Linked DNA regions of Sus scrofa: all the other regions are linked to region 1. The links are chromatin contacts, called in public HiChIP or PLAC-seq and promoter capture Hi-C maps. All regions are on one chromosome and are shown on one strand. Each heading gives the region's core, a stretch centred on a gene start, on an enhancer-like site or on the middle of the called end of the contact. The rest is flanking DNA. Distances are from core to core; before and after follow the strand shown.

Evidence for each region. Promoter capture Hi-C pulls out the DNA fragments that hold promoters and counts their contacts. HiChIP or PLAC-seq counts read pairs in DNA pulled down with a chosen protein or histone mark.
Region 2: a contact with region 1 is called in a promoter capture Hi-C map of liver, with 5 times the contacts expected there. The contact joins the promoter of SCFD1 here to the promoter of FOXG1 in region 1. A contact is called at or near these places in 1 of 5 promoter capture datasets (liver) and 1 of 47 Hi-C or Micro-C datasets (embryonic fibroblasts).
Region 3: a contact with region 1 is called in a promoter capture Hi-C map of liver, with 9 times the contacts expected there. The contact joins the promoter of G2E3 here to the promoter of FOXG1 in region 1. A contact is called at or near these places in 2 of 5 promoter capture datasets (fetal skeletal muscle and liver) and 1 of 47 Hi-C or Micro-C datasets (fibroblasts).
Region 4: a contact with region 1 is called in an H3K27ac HiChIP or PLAC-seq map of skeletal muscle, with 8 times the contacts expected there. The contact joins the promoter of PRKD1 here to the promoter of FOXG1 in region 1. A contact is called at or near these places in 2 of 5 promoter capture datasets (fetal skeletal muscle and liver) and 1 of 2 datasets of contacts at active chromatin or transcription factors (skeletal muscle).

The regions. Positions count from the first base shown.
Region 1 is chr7:70,658,661-70,661,901 of Sscrofa11.1, forward strand. FOXG1 (forkhead box protein G1) reads right to left here and starts at 1,576. Exons shown (of 1, transcript XM_021099188.1): 1 at 1-1,576. The coding sequence starts at 1,485. The coding sequence ends at 25. It overlaps LOC102165644 (a long non-coding RNA gene), which reads left to right and starts at 3,214. Exons shown (of 4, transcript XR_002345875.1): 1 at 3,214-3,241.
Region 2 is chr7:68,849,523-68,852,763 of Sscrofa11.1, forward strand. It overlaps SCFD1 (sec1 family domain-containing protein 1), which reads right to left and starts at 1,533. Exons shown (of 26, transcript XM_021099902.1): 1 at 1,396-1,533. The coding sequence starts at 1,453.
Region 3 is chr7:68,915,341-68,918,581 of Sscrofa11.1, forward strand. G2E3 (G2/M phase-specific E3 ubiquitin-protein ligase) reads right to left here and starts at 1,730. Exons shown (of 15, transcript XM_001927793.6): 1 at 1,580-1,730. The coding sequence starts at 1,665.
Region 4 is chr7:69,525,967-69,529,207 of Sscrofa11.1, forward strand. It overlaps PRKD1 (serine/threonine-protein kinase D1), which reads left to right and starts at 1,777. Exons shown (of 18, transcript XM_021099186.1): 1 at 1,777-2,307. The coding sequence starts at 2,044.

The DNA.
Region 1 (3,241 bases), core at 326-2,825:
ACTTACAGTCTGGTCCCAGGGATGTTAATGTATTAAAGGGTTGGAAGAAGACCCCTGATTTTGATGTGTGAAATAATCAGACAGTCCCCCGGACAGTCCCGTCGTGAAACTTGGCAAAGAGGGTCTTAAAGACTCACAGGGCAGGGTCGAGGGGGCCTGCGGAGACGTGGAGGAGGACGCGGCCCGGGCGCTCATGGATGTGCTGCTCTGCGAAGTCATTGACGGGTGTGGGACATGGGGGAAAAAGTAACTGGTCTGGCCCGCGAGCAGGTTGACCGAGCAGGGGTTGAGGGAGTAGGTCCCGGAGCAGGGCACCGACAGGCCGCAGGGCACCGAGGCGGCGAGCGCCGCGGCTGTGAGGTGGTGCGTGGCATAAGGAATCTCCCCATTGACCAGCCGGTCCACGCTCAGGCCGTTGGCGGTGGAGAAGGAGTGGTTGTTGCCCAGCGAGTTCTGAGTCAACACGGAGCTGTAGGGCATGGGGTGGCTGGGGTAGGCCGACGTGGTGCCATTATAACTCAAAGTGCTGCTGGCGCGGGGGTGGTGCAGGGACAGGAAGGGCGACATGGGCCAGTAGAGGGAGCCGGCGCGGTCCATGAAGGTGAGGCCGGTGGAGGTGAGGCGCGCCCCGCGCTTGAAGGCCAGCTTGGCCCGCGACGTTGTGGAGCGGCGCCGTAGCTTGCCCGTGGTGCCGCCTATGAACACATCGTCGCTCGACGGGTCCAGCATCCAGTAGTTGCCCTTGCCTGGGTCGTCGTAGTGGCGCGGTACCTTCACGAAACACTTGTTGAGGGACAGATTGTGGCGAATGGAGTTCTGCCAGCCCTGCTTGTTCTCGCGGTAGTAGGGGAAGTTCTTCATGATAAACTCGTAGATGCCATTGAGCGTGAGCCGCTTCTCGGGGCTCTGCCGGATGGCCATCATGATGAGCGCGTTGTAGCTGAACGGCGGCTTCTCATACTTGCCGTTCTTCTTCTCGCCCTCCTTGCCCCCCTCCCCGTCCTTGCCGCCCTCGCCCGCCCCCTTCTTCTCCTCCCCCCCGGCGCCGGCGCCCTTCTCTTTCTCGTCCGGCCCGACGGGCGCCAGCTCTCCGGGCCCGCCGCCGGGCTCGCCCTTGCCGCCCAGCCCGTCCGCTTTGGCTCCGTCCAGGGCGGCGGCCGGGGGCGGCGGCGGCGGTGGGAGCAGCAGCTGCTGGGGGCCCTTGTCGTCGTCGGTGGCCGGGGCGCCCCGCGCCTGAGGGGGCTGCGGTGCCTGGGGCGGCGGTGGAGGCGGCTGCTGCTGCGGTGGCGGCGGCGGTTGCGGGGCGGGAGGCGGCGGGTGATGGTGGTGGTGGTGGTGGTGGTGGTGCTGGGGATGGTGGCTGTTGTGGTGGCCGTGGCTCGGGTGGTGGTTGTCGTTCTGGACCGCCTCTGGCACCAGGCTGTTGATGCTGAACGAGGACTTGGGGATCATTTTCACCTCTTTCCTATCTCCCATGTCCAGCATCACCCAGTCGTCGGGGGGAAACGGCGGCGGCGGCGCGGGAGCCGGGCAGAGGCGCGGCGGGAGGCGGCGACCGGTGGGTGCCGAGCGGGGCGCGGGCGGCGCGGGCGGCGGCGGCGGCACTGAGCGCTTCGGCAGCAGCGCAGTTGGACCGCAGGCTCCGGCGCTGGCAAGTCATGTAGCAAAAGCAGCAACCACCCCTCAGGAATTAGAAGAAAAAAAAAAAAAAGGAAAAGAAAAAAAGAAAGAAAGAGAAAAAAAGAAACAACCACCGCCCCGGGGGTGAAGCTCCCTCGCTCCCAACTCTACTTCTTGGTCTCCCCCCCACCCCCCGCTCCCCCCCCTGCTGCTTCCTCCTCCTCCTCCTCTCGCAGCAGCAGTCACAGCAGCAGCAGCAGCAGCCCAAAGGGGGGGAGAGCCGGGCGGCGGGCGGGCGCGTCCCGGAGCGGCCGCAGCGAGGCTGGGAAGACAGCGATCGAGGCGGCTATAGCCACAATTAATTTTCCAAGCTACAGGCGCACACTAGGGCTGTAAAAAAATTTTTGGTTTAACCTTTCCTACCGCTGGGCCAATCAGAGCCGGCGGCGTGCGGGAGCGTCTCTCCTGCCATCGACCAATCGGCGGGTCCGGGCCCACCCACCCCCGCCCCGCCCCGCCCCGCCCGCCGGCTCCCGCCCCCTCGGGCGCTCTCCTCCCCCTCTCCACGGGCCTGGGCCTCGCGGCCGCGCGGAACCGCGTAGGGATACGCCAGCGGGAGCACGCTGCGCCGCGGCCCTTCTCTGCGCCCCGGCCCTTCTCTGCGCCCCCTCCACCTCTTCCAGCCCGCGGGTCTGCTGAACTGATATTCCCCTTTTAGGGCAAATATCTCACATTTCCGGCCCACTTCTCCCTATATAGGGTCGTTTTCGTTTGAGCGTCAATATTTGTTCTTATTGATTAAAGTTTGTATCCGATTTTATTTTTAAAAGCGGTGGCGGCGGTGGAGAGAGGAGTGGGAGTGCAGAGAGAGGATGCAGAGAGAGGGCAGGAAATGGAGGAGAAAGAGGCGAGGCACTACTTTCCCCAGTCGGCCTTGCAGGCCTGGGTCCGGCATTTCTGTGCCGGTAGGAAAATTGTGTCCCTCGTGGTAGCACTCCAGCGAGGCTTTGGAGGGTTGGGGAGGGAAGGCCCACCTCTGGCATGGGGGGGGGGGAGGAGGTGTCCTATACCTTGGGGGAGGAGGGTCCGGGTGAGGTTTAGGAACGGGGGGATGAGGAGGAGGAAGTGGGCTGCCGAGAACGGGGCCAAGCAGGGGTTACTTACTCGGTTCCTGCGGCTCCGGCGGTCGGCGAGCTCGGAGCTCGGGCGCCGCGGGGTAGCCCGGCCTCGGGCTCCTGGCGCTGCGGCGGCGGGCGAGGGCGGTTCAGTGGTGGGCTCCTATGATGGCCTTCCGAAATGAGGGGTGCTCAGAGAGAAAACAATACCAAACAGTCTCGAAATAAATCAGGTAACACATGCTCTATATGTGTGTCTCTTCCCCTTCTCTCCGGCTCCAGACCGTCTCTCGCGTTCTGGGTGACTCGGCGCCGTTTTCTCAAGCCGCTCCAGCGTCTGCTCAGCTTCTAATCCGAATTGGAAGCGAGTAGCCGAGAGCGATCACCCTGGTCACAATTTGCTTGTTGACAATGGAGGGAAAATAAGGGTGGGCGTCTATTTCTTTCCGGTTTTTTTTTTTTTTTTTTTTAAGCCTTCCTATTTTCACTCCCTCTTTTCTTTTTCT
Region 2 (3,241 bases), core at 283-2,782, 1.8 Mb before region 1:
ATAAAAATTACTAACAAATTTAATTTTTCAAAAAGCTCCTTTATATTGGCATAAAGTCTTTCTTAACATGTTTTTTATTTTAATATGCAGTATGACCTAATTCACTGAGGTTCAGTAAGATGTTGGAACCATACTGCAAAGACAAGTGGGGTTTCTATTTGTTTATACAAATAAAATGAATGGCAGGTATTCCTCAAATTTTATTTGGACTTTCATGTATTTAAGTTATGCCTGACTTCATCTGATAGTTTACACTAAATTATCCATTGGTGGAAAGCAGAACATAACTCATTATGCACTGTGTATCATTACTACATTAAGGTCTACCATTAATTTTTTCTTTGAATTCCAAAGGAAGGAATCAAGCATAGCCAAAATCCTTTCTATAGACCATATTAATTGTAATCAGTTGTTTTCCTACACAGATTTATATGCAAAAGAACATAATTACAAGAGACAGAATTTCCAAATATGCATATTCTTGATGGCTTATTTCTACTAGCTCCTCAGAATTAACAGTTTGCCAATTTTCGAGACAATTAGCTAACAGGTATAATCCATTAGTTTGTAGCTAACAGGTATAAACCAAGTTGTCATCACAAGTTTCCAAAAAATATGGCAAAACTAAAATTATCTAAGATGGAAAAAATACCAAAGCTCAAAGAGAAGGAATGTGTATTTTTTAAAACCGTATTTCACAATATACACAGGAGCTATATAATTACGTTCTATTAAACATGAAACTAATAACGCATAGTTTAAGAACACTAATTTGCCAAATAATTAAAATGGGAAAGGTTAATTCATTTATTTTGCCATTCTTATACCTCATTCCAGCATGCTGAAGACAGAAATCTTTTAACACTGAGCATTTCTCATCTGGTACCCCCAAAGATTGGTCCAAAGGAGAGAAATGGCAGAATGTAATCTGCTCTGAAAAGAACACTTAAATTTTGTTATTGTGGTGGAAGTGCCGGAAGATGCAACTCTAAATATTGAAATGGGAGAAAACTGAACCATGCACAGAAACAAATCCGAAAGACCTCATAGGCAGCAACACAGGGAGGGGAAATGCCAGCTGCTAAATCTTGTCGTAAAGGCCTTCTGAGGTCCAGTAGGAAAGCGACAAGTGCAGGACAGGACCGTAGCAACCTGCTCACCCGAGAAGCCACTTCTCTGGCACCACTTCCGAGGGCCGAGTTTTCAAGCTAATGGAATCTCTTCCCTAAAAACTCAAGAGGGGAGGGGCTCTCGATGCTCGGAGAACAGGATTAAACTTTTGAAGGTCCACCTCTGAGCTGCACGCACCGCGACCGAGTGAGGGCGACAAGCATAGGAAGCTTGTCCTCACTGCAAGCATGAAACCTCAGGGAAGAGAAGAGAATAAGTCGGTACCTGTTTGTCTCTCGCGAATACTTGCTGCCGCGGCCGCCGCCATCTTGACTCCCACCATTCACTGCCCGGCTGGCAAGCGGAGCCTGTGGATGACGTGGCCGCCCCGACCGCCCCGGAAGCAAAGCCCGGAGGGGCGGGATCATAGAAGGCCGAGCCCCGCCTCCCCTACGGTGACCCTTCCGTACCCTCAGCAACAAAACTTGCCGAACAAAGAATGAGGGAATCATTTTTGGACACCTAGGCAGTTTACTTTTCGGAGGCGGAACAGTGGGAATTTTTATCCTATCAAGCCGCAGGTTCTTAAAGAGTAGCTGCCTTAAATTGAGCTCTTAGGGTAGAAACGTGTTGTAGTGCCAAGAACATATTGACTGTTAGTTTGGTCGTTTGCATATCTCTTAAGTGTGATAATACTCCTGGGGCTTAAGGGTCACAGGACTAAAGTAAATGAAGCTCCTGGAACAAAATCGGCACTTAAATGCCAGCTCCCTTTTCTTTTTACCAGCGCAGCTTGTTTCCCTTTTGCTCCCCTTTCCAGGGAAACGGTCAGCTTTGGTGTATTGCTCTCATTTGGCAGATTTCTCAACCTCACGTGCAGGTGTCTTCTTAATGTACGCTTAAAGCCATGTGATAACAAAATATATCCGATATTGATGACTTCTAATCCATAGATTTTTTATTGGATGTCAAAAATGGACACACAACTCTGTGCATTAGCTATTGTTTGTTCTGAAGCTGCACCAAATTCTGAAATTACAGACCCTGTACCTTAAAAACTGGTTTGAAAACTTAAATTTTCAAATTTTTGAGACTATGTTTAACAATTACATAAACAGCAAAATCTATAATAAAACACTACTCCACAAATAAGTTTTTATGAAACTTAAGACTGATAACCTTAATGTCATCAGGGAACACCCTAGAACTGAATCTATTTTTTTTTCCTTCCATATTTTTTTCAGCTTTATTGAGAGTGTAATTGACAAAAGTGGAAAGATCCTTGAAATGTACAGTGACAATTTGATATATATACACATACATTATGAAATAATGTCCCTCCATCTAGTTAACTATCACATCTATCAACTCACATATTTTTCTTTGTGTGTGAAAAATACTGATTTCTCCTCTTAGCAAATTTCATGTATACAATATAGTTATATCTAGGAGTTCCCATTGTGGCTCAGCTGGTTATGAAGCCAACTAATAGCCATGATTAAATGAGTTCAATCCCTAGCCTTGCACAGTAAGTTAAGGTTCTGGCATTGCTGTGAACTGTGGTGTAGGTCACAGACATGGCTGGGATCCGGTGTTGTGTGGCCAAAGAGCTGCAGCTCTGATTTGACCTCTAGCCTGGGAACTTCCATATGCTGCAGGTGCGGCCCTAAAAAGCAAACAAAACAGTTATCAACTATAGTCACCATGTTATATATTAGATGCTCACACCTTATTCATCTTATAGCTGAAAGCTTTTTACTGTTTCATACATGTGGAATTTAAAATATTAAAGTTAAAACTCATGGAAACAGCAGAAAAATCACTATCATTTTTACAGCTAATTGGCATATTCAATAAGAAATTAACTGGAATATTTACTGCTTTATTCAGTGTTATCAGTAATATTTTGAAGGAATCACCAATGAACTAGGTGTGCTATAATTAAACAGAAATGAGAGTTCCTGTGCTATGTGAAAGTTTTACTTCATTTTTTGTTTTCATGGAATATATAATAAACAGGCTTTCCCACCTTCAACATCTGAGAGCCTAATCTTGTTCATTTTGGTGCTTCCACTTTCAAGTGCAAATCTATAATGTAACCATTTCAGCTCCAGTATAGACCTCCCAAAAT
Region 3 (3,241 bases), core at 480-2,979, 1.7 Mb before region 1:
TATTCTAAGATTTTTAAATGTTTGATTCTCACAGCAATCCTACAAGATAGGCACTGTTATTATCCCCGCTATACTTAAGGGAATCACAGCACTAAAAGAAAGGTTAAAAAATGCTTGCTTAGGGTCACACAGCTACCAAGTGGTGAAGATGGAATTCAAACACAAGCAATACGAATCAGCACCTAACAAACCTTTCAAGGTAATAAGTACACAATAAAAATTGTAACTCACTGATTTAGGTAGAGCAAAAATGCAGGTAAGGAAAAGGAACAGATTAAAATGTAGACGCTAGTACTTTCAAATTATCATTTGCTTGTAGTTTACATGAAATAAGCAGAACAGCTATCTGCAAACCTCAGGAAAGTATAGGTAATGTCTTTGGTGCACTCTTAAACAAAATGTTTAAATTTCAACAATCATAAACAGTGAATATTGAAATCTATTTTTCCTGGCTAATAATGAAAAAGTTCATAGCAGATATGAGAGAGCAGGATTCTTACGTCCTACTTTTTAAGAGAAAGTTATACATTTATATGATAGGTTACCCTGCTGTTAATAATTTTAAACATAAAATATCTTATACTATAAAGCAACACAAAACTTCTGACAGTTCAGTTTTCAATAAGGCAAGATATAAAATTTCTATACATTTAAATGCTCACTACAGATATAGGGTAAACATTAAACTTTTTCAGAAGGCGCAACTTTGTTAGGAGGTTAGATAGAATTTGGTAATTGAGGTAGTTATCAAAAAAAATAAATAAAACAAAAACACTAAAAAACCAAAACAAAGAAAACCCGATGCTGGAAACAATAGTACTTTCGAAATGAATCCACAATAACCCAGTTGCCCAATGAATGAATGAGGTGAAAAGGCAGGTCTTATCCCTATTGTCAGCAAACTAAGATCCTTGTGAATCACCGCTGTTACTATAACCAATTTAAATGAGCAAGAGTCTCGGATTTTGCGGTACATGAAAAATGTCAACGGTGAAAGAAAAATATCCGAGTTTTGAATACAAAGGATACTCAGATTTCAGTTTAAATCCCCACCAGGCATTTCAAAGACTGTCAATTTCCTGCGGTCCAGAGTAATAAAGACTACTCTCAAGTATCCCTCTGGGGAGGAACTCGGAGCCACGAAGAGCATCCCTTCATTCTAAACCTGCCTCAACCTCCCATCTTTAATAAAGGAAGATTCTTTTGCTTAAGGTAACAGTTTCTCAATAACTGCTCTTGAAGCTTCAGCATTCTAGTCGAACTGAAGGAAATACTTAACTGCGATTACCACAGAGTCAGAGATTTAAAAAGGTTTAATCTCAGGGGCGGTCGGGCCTCGGTATCCCCAACAGTTAGAGTTGGCCTGTGCGCGCCACCACCGGGAGCGGGGGCCCAGAAGAGGGTCCCCGCGCCCTGACTTCCAAAACTTCCTACCTCCGGCCCCACCACCCGACACCCACCCCGTAAAGGCACTCCGAGGCCCCCACTAACTGTCCTGTCTCCCGACGCCCTGTTCCAGCCGACAGTTCGGTTTCTCTCCCTTGAATACTCCGTTTCTTCCCGTTACCCATCCACTCACCGAGGCGCGCTGGGCAGAAGTTCCAGAGCGGCCGTGTCACCTTTCTCTTCTCGCGCTGCGCCACAGGCCATCCGAGAACACCCCATCCAACGGCCCGCACAATTCAAATTCGTCCACTTCCGCCCGCAACCCGGAAGGAGAGTTCAGCCACGCCCCCCAAAAGGCGGGGCCCGCGGCGACCCGGAGGTTGGGGTGGGTCCTGGTGTGGCCACGCTCTTATTCCGCGCGGTTTCTTCTTGGTTCTGTAGTAGTCGCTACAGTCTTTTTTTTTTTTTTTTTTTTTTTTTGTCGCTTTCCCTACATAGGTCACAGAGAAGTGCGGGCGGGTATGGTGTTTGTGTCGGGTGGATCAGGAGAGGCTCCTCTTCTGAAATGAATTGAGACGTGCTGAATTTTCATCCTTTCAAGGCGAGGAAAAAATAAAAGCGCTAACCGAGCCAGGACGTTTTTATCCCTCCTCTCGCGTAACACCAGCTACAGCCAGAAGGAAAAAAAAAACCTTCTACGTACTTAGTCCAAGGTTTTCCTGGGTCTCCTCAGACCTTTCACTGCACAGTAGGGACTTTTAACCTGATTCCCTCCCTGTTTGAGGAAGGCAAAAAGCCAAGTGCACCAGTCACCTTTATTCTAACAACAATTAAAAATGAGTGGTGGGAAAAGTTCCTGATCCCAAATAATGTTTTTATAATTATTTTTATTTTTTCCATTATAACTGGTATACAATGTCCTGTCAATTTTCTACCGTCCAGCAAGGTGACTCAGTTACACGTGCATGTATACATTCTTTTTTCTCACATTATCATGCTCCATCATAAGTGACTAGATAATAGTTTCCAGTGCCATACAGCAGGATCTCATTGCTTATCCATTCCAAAGGCAATAGTTTGCATCTATTAACCCCAAATTCCCAGTCCATCCCACTCCCTCGCCCTCCCCCTTGGCAACCACAAGTCTCTTCTCCATTTGCATGATTTTCTTTTCTGCAGAAAGTTTCATTTGTGCCATATATTAGATTCCAGATATAAGTGGTATCATATGGTACCAAATAATACTTTTGAGGATAAGTGTTAGCAACGTTCCCCCCCACCTCATAGACCATTTTATAAGATCGCTATGTAGCTGTCCTGTCAGATTCTTGGGACAAGTGTTGGACCACATATAATATGTCCTTGATCCAAAAAGTCTCAAGAAAGAAAAGGAAGAACTGAACTTGTTCTTAGGGGGGAAAAAAAGAAGGAAACTAAACATCTCTGAACTTGGTTGTTGCTACCAGATCATCTTCACATTACTAATAGCATTGCTTTACCTAAACTGATCAGTTCAAACTGAACCAAGTTGTGACAGAACACCTTCAGCCTTCATCAAAATTGTGATTTGAAAGATTTACTAATTTCTAGAAATTTATTTTATAGATAATCTGACATAAGAGAGTGTAAAACTATTAAGTGATGTACTGTTTTAACAGTGGGAAATAGGAAATAACCTAAGTATCTACCAATAAGGAAGTGATTTAAAAAGTTATGATACTTTAGTATCTGATACACTGACACCTATTAGGCACTAAGAACAGTGATGTACATCAGCAGGTACTCAAATGAAATAAAGAAAAATATCTTCTTCAGAACTATATACAGCATCCTTTTAAAGTATGTATGGCATACA
Region 4 (3,241 bases), core at 527-3,026, 1.1 Mb before region 1:
AGGACTTTGTAAACTAACCAGCAAACTTTCTTTCTGGTAATAGGAACTTGTGGGAATATTGATTTTATTCCGACTTTAGAAGAAAATGAAACATATTTTCTGACATAAAAACCCCCAGAATTCCAAAGGCATTGCATTAAGAATAATCCCACCATTGTTCAAGTTTAGCCGAATCTTATACATTAGGAAAGTTATACTCTACATGGATGAATTAGATCACTTTTTAAGTAAGCAGGGAAACTGCCAACACACAGGTAGACCTCATGCCATCAAATCCAGAGAGAATAAATTCAGATCTTTTCTAGAATGGTGAATGACGCAATGTCTTTGGGGACATTCAAGGCTCCATTACTGACTCTGAGAACAAGGCTCTAAGAGGAAACCACCTTGCAAGGTCATGTCCTGGGTTAGAAAGAGAGGTCAAGATAAACAGACAAACAAAAGTAAAACAGCTGAATACAAAATAAAACAAACATATTGGTTTTTGTTTGCGTGCACTTGCCTGTACTGTATAAGGACTAGGGAAGTGAAGAAGTGGGCTACACAGTTTGCCTGGCCCATTGCAAAATGAAGAAAAAAAACATTACGCATTCCAAGATAGTAACAGGCAGCCGATGGCTGTGGCAGAGTCTTATACCAAGCAGGGCCTTTCAGAGGTCGCGGTCCTGTGCACCTGCACAATCACACACCCTGTACAGTGTGTGAAGAACGCCCCGTTAGGAGATGATTAGAATTAATCTTCAAGCACCTCCACTTCCCCACCCCCGCCAATACTACCACAAAGGCAACAAGAAACAACTATCAAAACTGAAGCAGGTGGTGCCCAACCTTGATGGTGGCGCGAGTGATGGTGGTGGCGCTGGAAGTATCACTCCTATAAAGCAGCCTTTAGAGTGATGATAGAGAAATGAAACGATTTCTGAGGCTCCTGAAGTAGAAGCATCAGACACAAAGAAGAAGGTAAAGGGAAGGAGGCCACATCAGACCTTCCTCCTTTCCTTAAGTAGACAATACATTCTCTTTCGAGAGACTTTCTCTTGAATTTAGCGACTTGTGTTTGGTGCCTCCGGAGCTGCGGTGGAGTGTGTGGGATTGGGCATCAGTGTTATCAGGGCATGTCAGAATCAAAAAGGTAGAGACAGGTTTGGTTTAAATACACTTCTGTGGATTGGCTTCCTACCCTCTTTAGTAACAAACCCAAGGACTCCTAGAAGGAGCCGGGATGTAAGTGAATTTCCAAGGATCCTCTTATTTTCATCTTCCCTGGACGATCGGAAGGTAAGAACCACAGAGAACCTCAGGGATGGGCATTCTTAGGTCCAGCACAGGTCACCTCGCTGGTAGAAGTGCGTAGTCCTCGGACATTTGGAAGAGGTGGCGGGAACTATGGGGACCAAGAAGATCGCGGGTCCCAGGCAGCGGTCCGAGGAAGTGCGACCCGTCCCCTCCGTCTGCAGTTGGGCAGCTGGACCAGCGGAGACCACAGTCCGGGAGAGGAGGGTCGGATCACGCCCGCGGAGGCGGCCCCGGGCCCCGCCGCTCGGTCCTGCCCCGGCTGGGGAAGGTTCAGGCCCCAGGAAACTCGGGCGGAGGGGGCGGCGACCGGTCACCCTGTGGCCATTGCGGCCGCGCGGCCGCGGCTCTTGCGGCTACGGCACCCGCCGGGTGGTGGCTCCGCAGTGCCCGCCCCCAGCTCCCCTTCCCCGCCCCTCGCGCCCCCTTCCCCGCCCCCTCCCGGCGCCCGGGCCTCGCTGACCCGCCGCCCCGTCCCTCCGCGCGCGCCGCGGCGGCTGCTCCTCGGCGCGGCGGCGCCTCCCCCACGCGCCGCCCGCGCTGCCGGCAGCGTAGTCCTCCCGCCTCGGCCATTTTCCCTTCCCCCCTCCCCTCCCGGTCCTCATCCCCTCGCCCTCCCCCCTGCGCGGGGACTTTTCCGGAAAGTTTTTATTTTCCGCCTCGAGTCTTGAAGAAAGAAGCTCCCGGCTCGGCAGCAGCAAAACTTTTCGGCTGCGGGGCTCCGCGGCCATCGGCGCTCCTGGTCGAGCGATGAGCGCCCCTCCGGTCCTGCGGCCGCCCAGCCCGCTGTTGCCCGTGGCGGCGGCGGCAGCGGCGGCGGCGGCCGCGCTGGTCCCGGGGTCGGGGCCGGGGCCCGCGCCGTTCCTAGCTCCCCTCGCAGCCCCGGTCGGGGGCATCTCGTTCCATCTGCAGATCGGCCTGAGCCGCGAGCCGGTGCTGCTTCTGCAGGACTCCTCCGGCGACTACAGCCTGGCGCACGTCCGCGAGATGGCTTGCTCCATCGTCGACCAGAAGGTAAGGCGCCGCGCGGCTCCGGGCCGGACGCCTCCCCGTCGCGCAGGGGGCGCTGCCTGCCCTGCCGCCCCTCGCCGCGCCAACTTTCCGGCTGCAGGGGCTCGGCCGCGAGCCAGCCTCGCCGGGGCGCTGGAAAGGTCTAGCACCGGCTGAGATCGGACGCTTGCATCCGAGACGCTGCACTCCCTGTTGTCCAGGTCTCTCCTTGCCCCGTCTCCGTATATTCCCAATTTCTCTCCCGTCTGCATCCTCCTCACCCATTCCCATCCCTTTGAGTACATTTCCAGGTATCTTGCCTTTTTCTAGTCACGCCTTTCTCTCTCCTTAAGACTTCCCGGCTCTCCCCTCTCTTCCCGCTGGACCCTGGACCAGCACATTCCTGGCGCCGGAATCCTCCTTCCTGCACCAGAGTTCCCCCGGGGACACGCTCAGCACGATTTCAGCACCACTCCCTTCCCCTTCAGGCCCCTCTCCCAGCTCAGATTGATGCTGTGGAGTTCTTGGAATGATCTGGAGAGGAGGAATTTCTCACCTGTCAAATAAGCTTTTAAGAGAGAATGATTGACTCGGCCAGCTGTGAAAACAACTGACCGGACCACAGCTACCCACCTCCTCCTCGTCTTTTATTCCCAGCCCAGTGTGAACATAGGAACAAATTTGTTTTCGACGGAAAATCTGAAATTTGCAGCCTTCTTGATTTTGATCCCCGGGCACTGATAGTGGAGCTTTGAGGTGGGGACACAGGCATGTAAATGGTAGGGGTACTGTCCAGGAGCACCCGAGGCTGGCTGTGCCCTTAAGTTTGAGGCTGTGGGACTCTGGACAGCGGCCACCAAAGATAGGGTGGAAAAAAGGGCCATTAGCCTGGACCAGGCCACCCGGGGAGGAGACCCAGCCCGCCCACCACTGTTTCTAGTGCAGTTCTGAATTTCAG